Linked DNA regions of Sus scrofa: region 1 is linked to region 2. Evidence: chromatin contacts called from public HiChIP or PLAC-seq data. All regions are on one chromosome and are shown on one strand. Each heading gives the region's core, a stretch centred on a gene start, on an enhancer-like site or on the middle of the called end of the contact. The rest is flanking DNA. Distances are from core to core; before and after follow the strand shown.

Region 1 (6,965 bases), core at 4,127-6,626, 160 kb before region 2:
TGGAAGAAGCACTTAAAATGCTGTTTCTTGGGGGAGGAGAAGCCCTACATTCTCAGGAACTAATTTACACATAAACTTTAGACAACAGTGCAGTCATGAGTTAGGAACTTCAGCCGGTCAAATGTGGTGCTAATTTCTAGAGCTTTAAACAAAAAGGCAGGCAGGAGGGGAAGCGAGTGTGTGGGCTCGGGAAGCAGGGCTGGAGGTCCCTCACCTGCATGTCAGAGGCCAGGGCCTCGTAGGTCTCCCTGAGGCAGTGCCAGTTCTGCCGGCCCAGCGTCAGTGCCACACCCGGGAGGCTGTAGGCGCAGTGCTTGGCGATCTCTGTGTCCACCGTCTGTGCCCGGGAGGGGTCGGTCATGGACAGATACTGATCCAGCAGGGCCTGGGGCACCACGTCCTAGGGAAGACAGGCAGAGGCTCAGAGGTCAATCAGGTGCTCACTTAAACACACGGATTTAACACAGCACCTCAGGCAGTAGAGGAAATCCAACCTCACAGGTTCAGGGATCCAGTAATTGCAAAGAGGTAAGAAAACGTGCTGGGGAAATACTCGCGTAACTAAGTAAAACCAACTCTGGGAGAAAAACCAACGATCTTAATACAGAAAACAGCTTAGAGGACGATTACAACTGCTTACCAAATTTAAATGCTACATTAGAAATAAGACCAGGGAGTTCCCGTCGTGACGCAGTGGTTAACGAATCCGACTAGGAACCATGAGGTTGCGGGTTCAGTCCCTGCCCTTGCTCAGTGGGTTAACGATCCGGCGTTGCCGTGAGCTGTGGTGTAGGTTGCAGACATGGCTCGGATCCCGCGTTGCTGTGGCTCTGGCCTAGGCTGGTGGCTACAGCGCCGATTGGACCCCTAGCCTGGGAACCTCCATATGCCGCGGGAGCGGCCCAAGAAATAGCAAAAAGACAAAAAAAAAAAAAGAAAGAAAGAAAGAAAGAAATAAGACCAGCACCTTTCAATGGTGGCGAAAATTACAGGGTCTGGTGTAACTTAGGAACGCGGTACATCTGGCTCTCCTCTGCACTGTCCTAACAAGGATTTAAAAACCATCACCACTGCTGCCTGTAGATAAAAATTTATTTTTTATTTATTTTTTTGCTATTTCTTTGGGCCGCTCCCACGGCACATGGAGGTTCCCAGGATAGGGGTCGAATCGGAGCTGCAGCCACCGGCCTACACCAGAGCCACAGCAACGCGGGATCCGAGCCATGTCTGCAACCTACACCACAGCTCACGGCAACGCCGGATCGTTAACCCACTGAGCAAGGGCAGGGACCGAACCCGCAACCTCATGGTTCCTAGTCGGATTCGCCAACCACGCGCCACGACGGGAACTCCTGTAGATAAAAATTTAACATCAACAGAAACAGAGAGTATACGCATCCCACCATCTGCATCACTGTGAGGACAGGAGGAACACAGGCACAGCTGCTTCCCTACGTCTAAGAGCTCTGGAAGGAGCTGCAAAGAAAGGGAAAACTGGGTGCCTTTGGGGGAAAAGCAAAGTGGCTGCTGGGGAGAAAAGCTGAGAAGGGAGGTGAATTCTGTCAGCTTATTATCTACTTTCTAAAAATAAAACAAATTCATTAAAGGAGTGAGACAATCTGCACATACTGGCTTGAAAATGTCTACGACAGAAGTGGTGAAAAGCTTGTTTTAAAACACTATGAATGCCGACTCCATTTTTAACAAACAGAACAAACATAAAGAACAGACACCCTGGGATCCAGGGTCCCGAAGCAAATCACAGGCAGGTTCTTGAACAGCTCCACCAGCCTGCACATCCCCCACTTGCAGCAGAGCCCCGAGGCACAGAGCACACATCCCCAGGTCCCACACACACCTTCCCCAATGTTTAAAATCTCTGACATGGGTTGACCTGCAGCTTTGAGCATTTCTCTCTGTGCTCATCTCACAGCCCTTGGCAACTGGGCACAATGGGGATGCAGGCAGGCCCGATGCTGCTGACGGAGGCGCACCTAGGGAGCTCTGCCCGCAGAAGGTCTCAGCAGAATCACACAGGGACCGAACCACTGCAGTCACGGGTGTGAGAGGGAAGGTTTCTGCTTGTATTTACGCCACTGCTAGACTCCTCTTAGTAAAGCTGTGCTACACTAGTCCTGATTTTCAAAACATTCATGATAAGGAAGGCCAAGTATGGTGACAAATGGGTTGTAAAGTGGAATTAACGACACCCACCCAAAATACAGCATTTCTGGTCACTTACCTGCACTTTAGATCGCCTTTCCTCATCAGGACTAAAACCGCTGTTGCTGCTCAAGTCCGAATCATCTCGAATGTAGCACAGGGCGGAGTCCAGGGTCTGCCAGGAAAAAAGTCACTTGAAGAACCACCCTGTCAGTTCCCTTCATTTAAACTACCTTTCTAAGTTACTTACCTTTCAGGACTGCCAAAAGATAAGAATACATGTAGATTCCTTACACTTTTAAATGCTTATCAACAAACCTAAGACCCATAAGGACTTCCCCTGCCTTACATCGAACTTGCAGAGGAAGTTGCTGAATGTATGAAAATAAATTCCAGAATGAATGTCATTAAAAAGTAAATTTACAAGTGATTTTCAGATGTCCCAAACATTGATAATTAGCTTATTAATAAAACAGTACTTAGAGAGGGCGGTCCAGTCTACTGTCTTACGGTAGGTCATGTGTGGTTTCTCTTCTACGGTTTCCATTCCCGGCTATTTCTAATTACACAAATTTACTTTTTTAACAGCTCCCCCCACCCCACCAAACCCCCAAATGAAAACAGAACACCTTCTAGAACGCAGACACACAGTATTCCAGTCTCTAAAGATGCTAACTGGTCAGGGTTTCGCCCTGAAGCACTGCTATTAAACAACCCTTCTAACTCTAGCGGGCCTCACTTCGCAGAAAGCAAATCAAACTCTGCCAGAGCCTCTGACATGGTGCCCCTGGGGGCGCGATGACTCCTCTCTGAGCTCAGCCTTTGGGCTGCTCTGATCTGCGACCACTTGACCCTGGCTCCCAGCAGCCTGTTCCTCCTCCCTGTTTACATAAACATGGGAGGGGAAACACTGACGCCAGGTGATGCTGGCGTGGATGTGGCAGGAAATGAGGGCAGGAGGGCACAGAGCAGCTCCAGGCACATGGGCAGGTGATGCTGGAAACAGTACCCACCCTCACACTCCAGAGTCCAGATAATCCCGCAACTTGGCCTCAAGTCCCGATCTTCCGCTCAGATACTGCGCTGCTCGAGGCAGTGAAAGGGTCCGCCCAGAAACAAAGCACCTCTCCAGAAAGAAAAGGGAAGAGTTAATTATTCCTGATAAAGGGCTTTGCTTCCAGTAAGACCATCTCACTGCAGTGAGCTAGGTTAAGGATGAGGCTGCTGGAGGCCTGCAAGGGATCCCTGTTCCAAGCACCCAACGTGACACTCAAGTCACAGGGACGGGATGTGGTGACGATGACGACGTGACGCTAAGGGGGAGGTGAGAACACGCTGCCGAGGGCGTGCCACGCCCCTGTGACCCATGAAAGCCTCCGGGCCCACCCAGCTCGCTGTGAACGCAAGTTACCTCAACAGCATCGCTGATGAGTGGCCCGGTGGCATCGTGGCCCAGTCCACAGCCAGGGGGCTCGCCAGTAGCCGGCTCGTCCTGAGTGGCCCTCCTGGTGGCTTCAGAGGCCTCGTCGCGGGCATCCAGGCTGGAGGCGCGCAGGGCAGCGGCCAGCACGTCCACCTGCGCTGTGGGCAGAACAGACAGTGAGCACGGCCTGCCCGGCAGGCTCCCGCAATGGAGGATGAGCAGGCCCCTTAGGGACACTGCCACCCAGAAGCTGGACAAAACCTCTACTGCGGTAAATCATTAGTTCTCCGAGAGAAAAAGGAAAAAACTAAGACGCTTCCGTGAGATTAACCACGCTCATCCACTACTGCACATTATTCGGCGTTAGTATGGAGAGAGGGGCTAGCTAGTGTTGGAGTCAATCTCAGGGTCAGTGCACTAGCTGCAGTGATGCATGACGAGACCGACAGGCTTACTTACTAAGCTAGTTAGCAGGAGAGCAGCCCCGCAAGCCCTGCCAACAGAAAACAATGGCAGTTACAAGGGTTTCTGTGGCAGTTACAGTCAAACATCACACGTCTCAGTCCGCTCTGTTTTTCTCTAATTCTTTTGGAAAATGAAACTAGCGACTGGTCCCAAACACAGGGATCCCAATGAAGCAACGCCCTGCTTGCAGGACACCAAAACGACAAGTTACCAAGCAGCAGCCTGACGTCTGGCAAATGGTCTTGTCGATGTTGAGTTGCACTTTCTTTATAAAAGTGATTCAAAGCTAAGATAAACCTCCTTCCCCACCCAAATAAAAGAGGAATTCAGCCAAAAACATAGCGTTTGGCATCACGTCAAGGAACAATCCACCTGGATGCTCAGAAATTTATACATTTTAACTTCCAACGTATTCAGTACAAAGATGAGAAAGTGTCCCACACCATTAACAGCAACCAGAGTAACCACTTGATTTAGATGGCCTATGACGTGCCGCAGCCCTGGCACCATTCTAGCCAATGGTACGTGAGGTCCCTGGCAAAAGAGACACGCGAACATACAGGACGGTGACCTACTGCAGAGGCCAAAGTGAAGGTGTCTAATCACCCACATTTACTCACGGAAGGCGCCCTCGTTCTTTGGCGAATTTCAGCTGCAATCTCTACCAACCCCTCCATCGCTTTGCCCCCACACCCCTTGGGAATCCTTTGTTTCCACAGTGAGATCTCAACCGCACGAAAGGAGACCCACTGTCCATCACACGCAGGTGCTCTGTCTACGTACACCCAACAGGTGTGTGTGAGTGTGTATGTGTGTGGTGGGGGTCCTCATTTGACCTGCTCCTGGGAAGCACCTGACAAACCAGAGACTCTCACAGAACATGCCCCATGTGGGTCACTTATCAGAGGGGACCCTGGACTCCAGCCTGTCGATGCTCACCCTTATCTTTAGGTTTGTATGTTCACAGAAGTTGAAGTACATCACATGTGACGTTAGCTTCTTCAAAAAACTGGTACAGGGAATTCCTGTTGTGGCTCGGCAGTAATGAACCGGTCTAGTATCCATAAAGACGCAGGTTTGATCCCTGGCCTTGCTCCATGGGTTAAAAATAAGGTGTTGCTGTGGCACAGACTGGCGGCTGTAACTCTGATTTGACCCCTAGCCTGGAAACTTCCATATGCCATGGGCACAGCTCTCAAAAAAAAAAAAAAAACCACCAAAAACTTGGCACAAAGTTTATAAAACCGGCTCCAGAACAGCCTGATGCCCAGTTCTCCACTGGAGCCAAGAGGGCAGCAGATGCACTGCCAGACCAATGGGAGAGACTGAGCCAGGTCCTTAGCATGCCTGACCTCATGTGCCACGCAGACCAAGACCCGGGAGCAGAGCCCATTCCAGCAGGGATCTGTGCAGACACCTGCCCCAGTAACCCAGACTCGCGTGCAGTGCCGCCTGGAAACCCAGATTTTCCCTCTCTCCCTTAGAGGCTGGAGCAGCTGGTCCAAACCTTCACAACTTCTAACTCTGCCACAAGCAACAGCAATCCCCAATCATTTATTGCTTTCAGTCAACAAATAGAATGACTCTTCTGGCTGCAACTGCCAGAAGAACTAATTCCTGCATTGGGCCCAACAACACCAGGGGTGGGGTTGGGGTTGGGGTGGGGCTGGGCAGCTCCCCCTTCAAGGCCTCTGGGCAGCACCTCCCTGCTTTCCCCCCAAGATCTTACTGTCCAGCTGTCAGGAAAACATCATGCAACATAACTAGTTTAGTCCCTGGTCAGAACTTAGTTTTCAATTTGGGGTTAAAGTACTGCCTTTCAAAAAGGTTGATTTTCTCTGACAGTTTGAAGGAAATGACTGCCTACAAGAGCAGAGTTAGAAAAGAAAGGGTATCCACATTCAAGGCCCCTTTAAAAACTCATCACACTTTTTTTTTTTTTTTTTTTTTTTTTTTTTTAGAGCCGCACTCATGGCATAAGGAGGTTCCTAGGCTAGGGATTGAATCGAAGCTACAGCTGCTGGCCTACGCCACAGCCACAGCAACGTGGGATCTAAGCCTCATCTGCAAAACTACACCAGAGTTCTCAGCAACGCTGGGTCCTTAACTGACTGAGCAAGGCCAGGGATCGAACCCGCAACCTCATGGACTCTAGTCGGGCTTGTTACTGCTGAGCCACAACGGAAACTTCCTCAGCACACCTTCTAAAGTTTGAAAAGTCAGGCACAGTCACCACAAGTGACAGAATGATTGTTAACTATGCCCTCAGACTTTAGTAAAGCCAAAGGCTCAAGCTTCTGGGGCCGTCTGTTTGGCAGCAGGACACCTGCCACAGGCAGTTCACGTACTAAGTGTCTCAGCCTCCTGGCTCTTCCAGGCTGGGTTTTTGTCTGGTTTGTTGTTGGTATATCCTCAGTGCCTAGAAGAGTATCTGGCACATAACAGGTACTTGATAAGTAATGCTGGGCGAATCAATCAATCAGTGGATACGATGTGAAAGCATGAGCATTATGGACAGAAAGAACAACCTGACAAATTTAAATCGTAGCAGGTTTAAGAGCCAAATTAGAAAGAGGATTGATGAAATCATAAGACAGCATTACCAAAATCTCTCAAATGCAGGCTGTAAACTTCTAGAACAATTTTAAGGCAGACAATATCAGCCATCTTCTGAAATCCAAGTCATGTCCTGAAACTCTTATGCCCATGCAGGTCTTTAAAAAAAAGCAAACTATGACAGTTCTCAGCCCAGCACAGTGGGTTAAGGATCCAGCACTGCTGCAGTTGTGACGTAGGTTGAAGCTGTGGCTCAGACTTGATCCCTTGCCTGGGAACTTCCATAGGCTGTGCGTGCAACCAAAAAAGCCAAAAAAAAAAAACAAACTATGCATAATATTTTTAGCTTATTTGTTAA
Region 2 (7,510 bases), core at 4,382-6,881:
TTAAACCATGACTGTGGCCCAGGATGCAGATGCAATGCACCCGAGGTCAGTGAGTGGCCAAGGCGATGCTTGGGGTGCTTAAGCCGGAGGCAGCTGGACTTTGCTGTTGGCCAGGCCCAGCCATCAGGCAATCTTTTCCAGGCTTTCTTTGCTGAATGGCTCTTCAGCTACAGTCATAAAGCAGCACATTATCACGTTATGGTTTGGACATAACTGCCTGCCAAAAAAAAAAAAAAGTGAGTGTGATGAAGTGATGGCAAAGCCCAGAGCGTGGAGATGATGTGATACCACTGGGCTCAGCTATAAAATCCTTATGGGTGTTTCCTCCTGGGGGTCAGGCTTTGGATGGGTAGCCCCTATGCTTCTGGTGGCCATCAGGAAGTTCCAGCATGCCCCAGACCCAGCCAAAAAATAAAAATACAGGGTATCCATGGAACCCAAAGCCCGGTGTGGCTGAGCCTGGGGAAGAGAGGGGATGTGCCTGAATGCCTAGTCCTTGGGCTGCTTGGCTTAATTGCTCTCCACACAGCTGCTTCTCATTTCCAGTGCAGGGATTTGTATAGTGGCTGCCTCCAGCCTCCACTTCACACGGTGGTTCTTACTTTGGGGGCTTGGTGCCTGGGTTTCCCAGCCTTTCGTGAGGGATACAGAGAGTCCTTTCCCCCAGTGCTGGCAAGTACTGATTTTAAGTCTGTGACAACGGCATGAGCAGAAATGTGAAATCTGAGGGGTGTGCAGGCAGCTTGCGCCAGCCTCAGCATCCAGAGATTTCTGTGTTTGGCCAAACAGTGTTGAGATGGTGCTGATAGATGGATCGTTCTTCTAAAATTTCTGTTTCTGACTATGTCTTATAGGTTGCAAGATATCTTAGGATAGTATTGCATGGGTGCAGTTTGTAAATAAATACACACTTCTCAGAGGATGCACACATCATTTTCTATAGATGAGCAGTCTGGGGCTCAGGCTTTATGGGCATGCTCATACTGCATGTAGGTACCCACAGTATCTCTGGGAATATTCGGTTACTCATACAAGGGACAGTTCCTATCTTGAGAAGCACTCACTACACATTTTCTTTGCTACCCTCCTATCACGTGAAGAGGAAGGTGGTCAGCTCTATGGGGTTGTTATCAATTTATCTACACCTATTTGCACAAAATCATGTTTTAATATAGAAATTAACCAAAGTTGTTCAGCTGTAGGAAACTGTCTATTATTTCACTTCGAGGGTTTTTTTTTCCTTCCATTTTTGACCACCCTGTGGCATATGGAGTTCCTGAGCCAGGCATCAGATTTGAGCCACCGTTGTAACCCATGCTGTAGATGTGGCAACACCGGATCCTTTAAGCTACTGTGCCGGGCTGGGGATTGAACCTGCATCCTGGTGCTGCAGAGGTGCTATCAATCCGCTGATCCTGTTGTGCCACAGTGGGAACTCCTCACTTTGAGATTTCTTAGCTCTGGACTTTTTCCTCCCTAGCTTTTTTTTTTTTTTCTTTTTTTGAAAAGAATTCTATTTTCACTTTGCCCATATTCTAGTTAGGTTAAGTTATCTCTACCAATATGAAATAAATCTAACATTTTGTTCAATCTTTTTGAAAATTGAACATTATTTTATTAGGATCATGCAGCATACATTTGCATAATAAATGCATTTTTATTTCTATGAAAACCTTACCAAGTTCTTTTTTTTTCTTTTTTTGCTTTGATCTTTTTTCTTTTTTGAGAAGTAATTGGCATAGAACATTATATTAGTTTCAGGTATACAACGTAATGATTTGACATTCGTATATGTTGTGAAATGATCACCGCATAAGTCTAGTTAATATCCATGGCCTCACATAGTTAGACAATGTTTTTTTCTTGTGATGGGAACTTTTAAGGCATACTCTTATAGACTTGTAAATATACAATACAATGTTGTTAAGTCTGGTCCCCATGCTGCATGCTTCGTCCCCAAGGACGTGTATATCTTACACCTGGAAGTTTGTATCTTCTGACTCCCTTCACCCAAGTTGCTTCCGAAGGCCCTCCTGGTCCCATGTGCTCAGATCCTCTAAGGACTTGCTGCCGTAGGACTGGAATCATTTAGTGTCAGGGAAAGAACATCCTAGAGATGGAGGCCTGGGTTTGGCGGCGCCCCCTTTGGCAAGCAGTGTGCCTGTGATGTGCATGGGCCCCAGGTTCTCCATCTGTAAACCCAGAATGTTGACCTTGATGGGCCTCGGAGAGGCTCAGATTTGGTGCTGAACGTGGGCTCCGTCAGCTGGAAAACCTTTGGAGTGTAGGTTGAGGTGGAGAAAGACCATTGCTGCAGTTTCTCATGAGCTTCTCACACAGGGTGTGTGCTGGCACATCATGCGTAAGGAGATCTCGAGGTGCCAAGGAAACCACATGGCTGAGCCATCCCACCAGGATGCAGGCACAGTGTCTGGGAGTGGCTGCTCCTTTGTGTCAAGAAGATGAAACCCAGGCTCCGGGAGGCTGGGACCTTGGAATCTGGCTCCACATCGCCTTCCTCTGTGTGTCTTATAGAGGAGAGGGTACAGCTTCTTGGCTCCCCAGCGCCTAATGCAGTGCTGGCTGTGTCTTAGGCACACGGGGTACATTGAGCAAGCGGAAGGTAAATGCATTGTCGCACTTGTCCGGAAGATGGAGATTAGAGGCTCAGGCTTCTGAGGCACAGACAAGGTTCAACTGCTGACCCTTCCTGAGCCTGGTTTCCAAACTGTATTGAAGGTAGTAGTAGTATATCCCCCAGAGAATTGGGTTGAAGATTAGAGCGATGAGGCAGGTTAACATGAGGTATCTTAATAAAACATTCTCTATCACCATCATCATCATGTGGATAATGCGGCTGGTGTTATCAGTAGCTCCTTGGTGACCGTGACTCGGAACCTGGAAGTCAGAGGCTCCATTTGCCCACATGTCCTTGCCTTCTCTTCACTTTTCCCTGAGTCATCACTTCTGTTGCAGTTCCCGTTCACCTGGGCACAGGTGCTTACTTTCAGTCCAGGTCCCTCAGCGCCCTTGTCTTCACCTCTGCCTCCTCTCTGGCAAGGCTTCAGGTTAGTTTTCCATGCAGAGGTGGTGGTGGAAGGGGTGCTGGGTGGCAGGTGTTTTTCAGACCAGGGTTGTGCCTGAGCATTAACAATATAGGGGTTGACTCTGTAACGCAGCATCCAGCCAGCAGTGGAGGGCAGGTCTGCAGTCATGTGACCTCTTCCTTGATGTCCAGCAGGTCTTTGGCAGGAAGCAGAGGACACTGTGGGGGACTCTGTGAGGAAATCTGAAGGTGCGTTTCCATGGCCTTATTGCTTATAGTCAACAGTGCACTGGTTCAGGCTATTCCTGGGGAATTTGTCCCCATGGGTGTGTCTTCATCTCCGGCCCCAGAGGCCACACCTGTTTTCTCTCCTTTGTACAAAGAAAGGATGGGGGAGCCTGATGTTTGACCCTGGAGGTTGGGCAAGAGCGGGGGCCCTGCTCAGAGGCCGCAACATGGGGGGTCTTCTGGAAGCTGCGGTGCAGATAGCCTTGTGTTTCCCAGTCACCTTTCTTTTTCTTTTTTTGTCTTTTTGCTATTTCTTTGGGCCACTCCCGCGGCATATGAAGGTTCCTAGGCTAGGGGTCCAATCGGAGCTGTAGCCCCCGGCCTACGCCAGAGCCACAGCAACGCGGGATCCGAGCCGTGTCTGCAACCTACACCACAGCTCACGGCAACGCCGGATCATTAACCCACTAAGCAAGGCCAGGGACCGAACCCGCAACCTTATGGTTCCTAGTCGGATTCGTTAACCACTGCGCCACGACGGGAACTCCCCAGTCACCTTTCTTAAACCAAGTGTGATAGTTTAGTGTTTATTCCCAAAGATCATAGATTGAAAGTGAGGTGGTAGTAATTTCCCTCCAGTTGGAAATTACTTTTCCACAGCTGCCTTTTATGTGTGTTTTGTGGAGTCTGTGAGACCCTTGCAGAAATGCCAGATGATTGAAGGAACCAGACCGTAAGAAAGTCACAGCATCATGATAGTTACGGGGATGGTTTTTCTCACAGTCTGTGGACCCAGCCCCTTCCCTCTGACATACTTCATCCCTTCGTGCAAGTCCCTTTACTGGACAATGATGTGGGAATTGAGTCTGGGGCCAGAGGTAGCTGACCATCAACATGTATAGGATGATTCCTCATGTGTTGTGGGTCAAACGCTGTTATAATTTAATCGAGTCAGGCAGGTGGCTAAGACGTGAACAGTGTCTAGAATCCACAGGTTATAAAAACCTTGAGGTATATTGACTGTTTGCAGTTGAGAAGGGTGAATGTCCATCTGCTGTAATCTACTGTCTTGATTAAGAATCAGCAGGTAACTGTCTACATCCCACTGGATCTCGGCTTGGGGTCAGCGAAGCAGAGAGTGTTCATTCACCTGACTGAGGGTCTGATCGTGCCAGCTGGCAAGCGCATCATAGTTGGGATGTACAGCTGAGCTCTTGATGTGGAGTCTTAGCTCCAACAGACTGGCCCTCGTCATCTCTGAAAATGCCAGGACATAGTGGGTGCTCAAGAAAAATGCAGCCGGCAAGAGAACAGCCTCCTCAGTGCCTCTGTTCCAGTGTTTGGTTTCCTCCCAGGCTTCTTAAATTTGCATCCCTAGTGGGTCAGTTCTACTGCCCGTGGGACAAAGTCCAGGCTGATGGATGAGGGGAGGCTGGAGGGCAGCGTCTCCCCTCTGAGTCCCAGGGCTCTTGGCATTTGTGGCTGCACCTCCCACTTGAATGCCAGGGCAGGTGTGGCAGTGCCAGACCATCCTAAGGAGGGTGAGATGGCATGAGTGATCTATGGGCTGGGGGTCCTACCAGGACTGTGTCTGCCCAGGAGCCCTGGCTGCACGCGGCAAGCTTGGTGAGAAAGACCGGCGTTCCAGTGACACATTTGCCGCGGTGTCAGAGCAGTAACTGTGGAACCACTGTTGCCTCTCATCTGAGACTTTCCTGAGACCCAGGATGGCTTCACGAGTGGGGCTTTAGAACAGTCCTCAGAGGTAGGTTAGGATTGTCTAAAGCCAGAGAGAAGGAAATACCCAGGCACTGCGTCCTCCCCACTTCCTTTCTCACTCCATCAAGCAGCACAGCATCCTGGCCATGATTGGTCCAGAGGGGAGAACCTGTGTCCTGTTCCTAAGGGCGCCAGGTGCTCAGAGTGGGAAGTGGGGAGGACCCCAAAGAGCCCACCGCTGGCGCCAGATCCCTGTGACTCACCGTGTAGGGAAAGGGTACCTGATGCAGGAGAATGTTTCCAAGGAGATGAAGAAGCACTTTAAGGAATGGGCTGTGGAGCTGACTACTCAAGGCAGCTCTGCAGTGTCTGTGAGGGGATGGGAAACTCGCACTGTGGCTGCTGCACTCTGCTTTCTGGTCATGGATGCCATGGCATCTGCCCCAGAGGTTTTTCCCAAGATCGAATGGTTGCCTTCCCTGTAGCTCTCTGGCCACCATCACTTCACCTGTTGACTGCAGCTTTACCCTCGCTGCTTACCTTACTCTGACCAGGCTTTGGCATTAAATCCCGCAGTGTCTGTCCTTTCCCGCCCCCGCATGGGCTCCTGGGGAATGTTCAGAATCGCTGCTCTCAGGGCGGGGCTGTGTGGGTCTTGCACAACTTTGCCCTCATCATCCATGGAGGGCTGACCTCTCACATTTCTGACTTGTCCTCAGCTTGAATTTCCTCCCTTCAAAAGGAGCAGGGTAGCCTCACTTCACCAGCTTGCCGCATGAATTACATAACATTGGTTCAGCTTTGTGCTTGATAGATGTTGCTCACTCATCTGTATTTGTTACCCCCTGCTGGGTAACAAGTTGCCCCCAAATCTGGTGACTTAAAATCAGTGTGCTGTCCACCTAAAACTCATATAATTTTGAATGACAATGATGGCTCAATGAAAAACCTTAGCAGTTTAAAATAGCACGTGCTTAGTATCTCCTAGTTTTATGAGCCCAGTTAGGTTCCTCCAGTACCATGTCCTGAGATGACCTCTGATGTCTTCCCCTGGTGCAGGTCACATGGTAGGGACATAGCTGCCTGGGGTTTACCATTCTCTCTCTCTCTCTTTTTTTTTTTTTTTAGGGACACACCTGTGGCATATGGAGGTTCTCAGGCTAGGGGTCCAAGTGGAGCTACAGCTGCTGGCCTACACCACCGCCACAGCAACAGGGGATTGGAGCTGTGTCTGCGATCTACACCACAACTCACGGCAATGCCAGATCCTTAACCTACTGAGCGAGGCCAGGGTTCAAATACCCAACCTCATGGTTCCCAGTGGGATTCGTTTCCGGTAGAATTCCTACCGTTCTCTCTCTTGAGCAGTGGAACCCCCACTTGCAGTCTGCTGCTATAGTCCAGGAGTGAATTAAGTGATGCCCAGCGATTCACATGGCAGCAGCTGAAAGTTTGTGGCTTGGTGACTCCGTTATTCCAGATTAACGTGTGATCAGTAACCGTGACTGTTCACAGAGCAGTGTGTGGAGTAAGCGGTGCTCCTCGGAGAATGGTATTGTTCGCCCCAAATAGCAGTAACCTCTGGGGAGGAACGTCAGAGGGAGCCATTTCCCTGGAAGGAGCTTGGCCCCAGCACAGCCCTGGTGTCAGCCTCACAAATGGCAAGACAGGAAACGCTGACCGACACCCCAGAGGATTACACGGGTCTGACCCCTGGTTGGTGGGGTCAGAGGTGGTTTTCTCCTCACACCTCCCTGCTAGTTGGAAATATGCCTCCTTTCATTTGGGGCAGAACCTGGCAAATGTGTTTTTAGGACATGTGACTCCCCTGTGGAAGGTCAGGCTGGAAAGTGGTAGTAAAAGAAGTACCCCTTGCGGGTCCTAGAAATAGACTTTTTTTTTTTTTTTAAGGTGAAATTTACATTTGGCAAGTTGAATCTGGTAAGAGCCTTTAAGGATGTCTAAAAATTTCAAAAATTAGATTCTGCCTCTCTAGCCAGCAGGACGCCTGGCAGCTTCCTCTCTTGCAAAACCGGGAGGCTGGGCGAGGGGCTGCGACGGCCTTACCATCTTAGGAAGCGGATGGAGTCACGTCCACCGGACGTGAAGGAGCCGTGGAGGGCGGCCTGGTCCTCCAGTCCCTCCTTGTCCTCCACCGACTCCTTTATCCACCCAGGATGTCCTGCCTCGGACCTCCTCATTTTCCCGCGGGATGGTCCTTTTCCTCCTTTGTGTCACTGTCTAAAGGAAGGCAAAGGAAGTCACCAAGCTGCGTGATGCATGAGACTGGCATCCGCTTGGCTCATCTCTGCCATCTGTGGGCAGGGCCTTCCCCTCGTGGCCGGCTGGGGAACAGCAGGCCTGGGAGACGAGGCCCCAAGGTCATCACAAAGCCACTGGCCCCCGGAAGATGATTTAAGCTGTGCTTTGTAAGAATATTTTGTTTTTGGAGACAAATTAGAACTTGCACTGTCCTTTTGCCCTGTTGCTTCTTTCTTGTCAACTGTATAAGAGAGA

The links. HiChIP or PLAC-seq counts read pairs in DNA pulled down with a chosen protein or histone mark.
Region 1: an H3K27ac HiChIP or PLAC-seq map of skeletal muscle shows a contact between it and region 2, with 4 times the contacts expected there. The contact joins two enhancer-like sites. A contact is called at or near these places in 1 of 5 promoter capture datasets (liver), 13 of 47 Hi-C or Micro-C datasets (alveolar macrophages, blood, brain and 9 more) and 2 of 2 datasets of contacts at active chromatin or transcription factors (alveolar macrophages and skeletal muscle).

The regions. Positions count from the first base shown.
Region 1 is chr6:98,523,037-98,530,001 of Sscrofa11.1, reverse strand. It overlaps PPP4R1 (serine/threonine-protein phosphatase 4 regulatory subunit 1), which reads right to left. Exons shown (of 20, transcript XM_021096060.1): 12 at 3,575-3,744; 13 at 2,243-2,338; 14 at 215-400. Among named protein-coding and RNA genes, the nearest start is that of PPP4R1, 64 kb to the right of the region's middle. Within about 2 kb of position 5,376, at least 5 of the 83 cell types and tissues checked have an H3K27ac peak or open chromatin away from gene starts, as enhancers often do. A contact at or near this core is called in skeletal muscle, where this site is marked.
Region 2 is chr6:98,357,767-98,365,276 of Sscrofa11.1, reverse strand. The region is part of intron 1 of RAB31 (ras-related protein Rab-31); the gene reads left to right. Among named protein-coding and RNA genes, the nearest start is that of RAB31, 24 kb to the left of the region's middle. Within about 2 kb of position 5,631, at least 17 of the 83 cell types and tissues checked have an H3K27ac peak or open chromatin away from gene starts, as enhancers often do. A contact at or near this core is called in skeletal muscle, where this site is marked.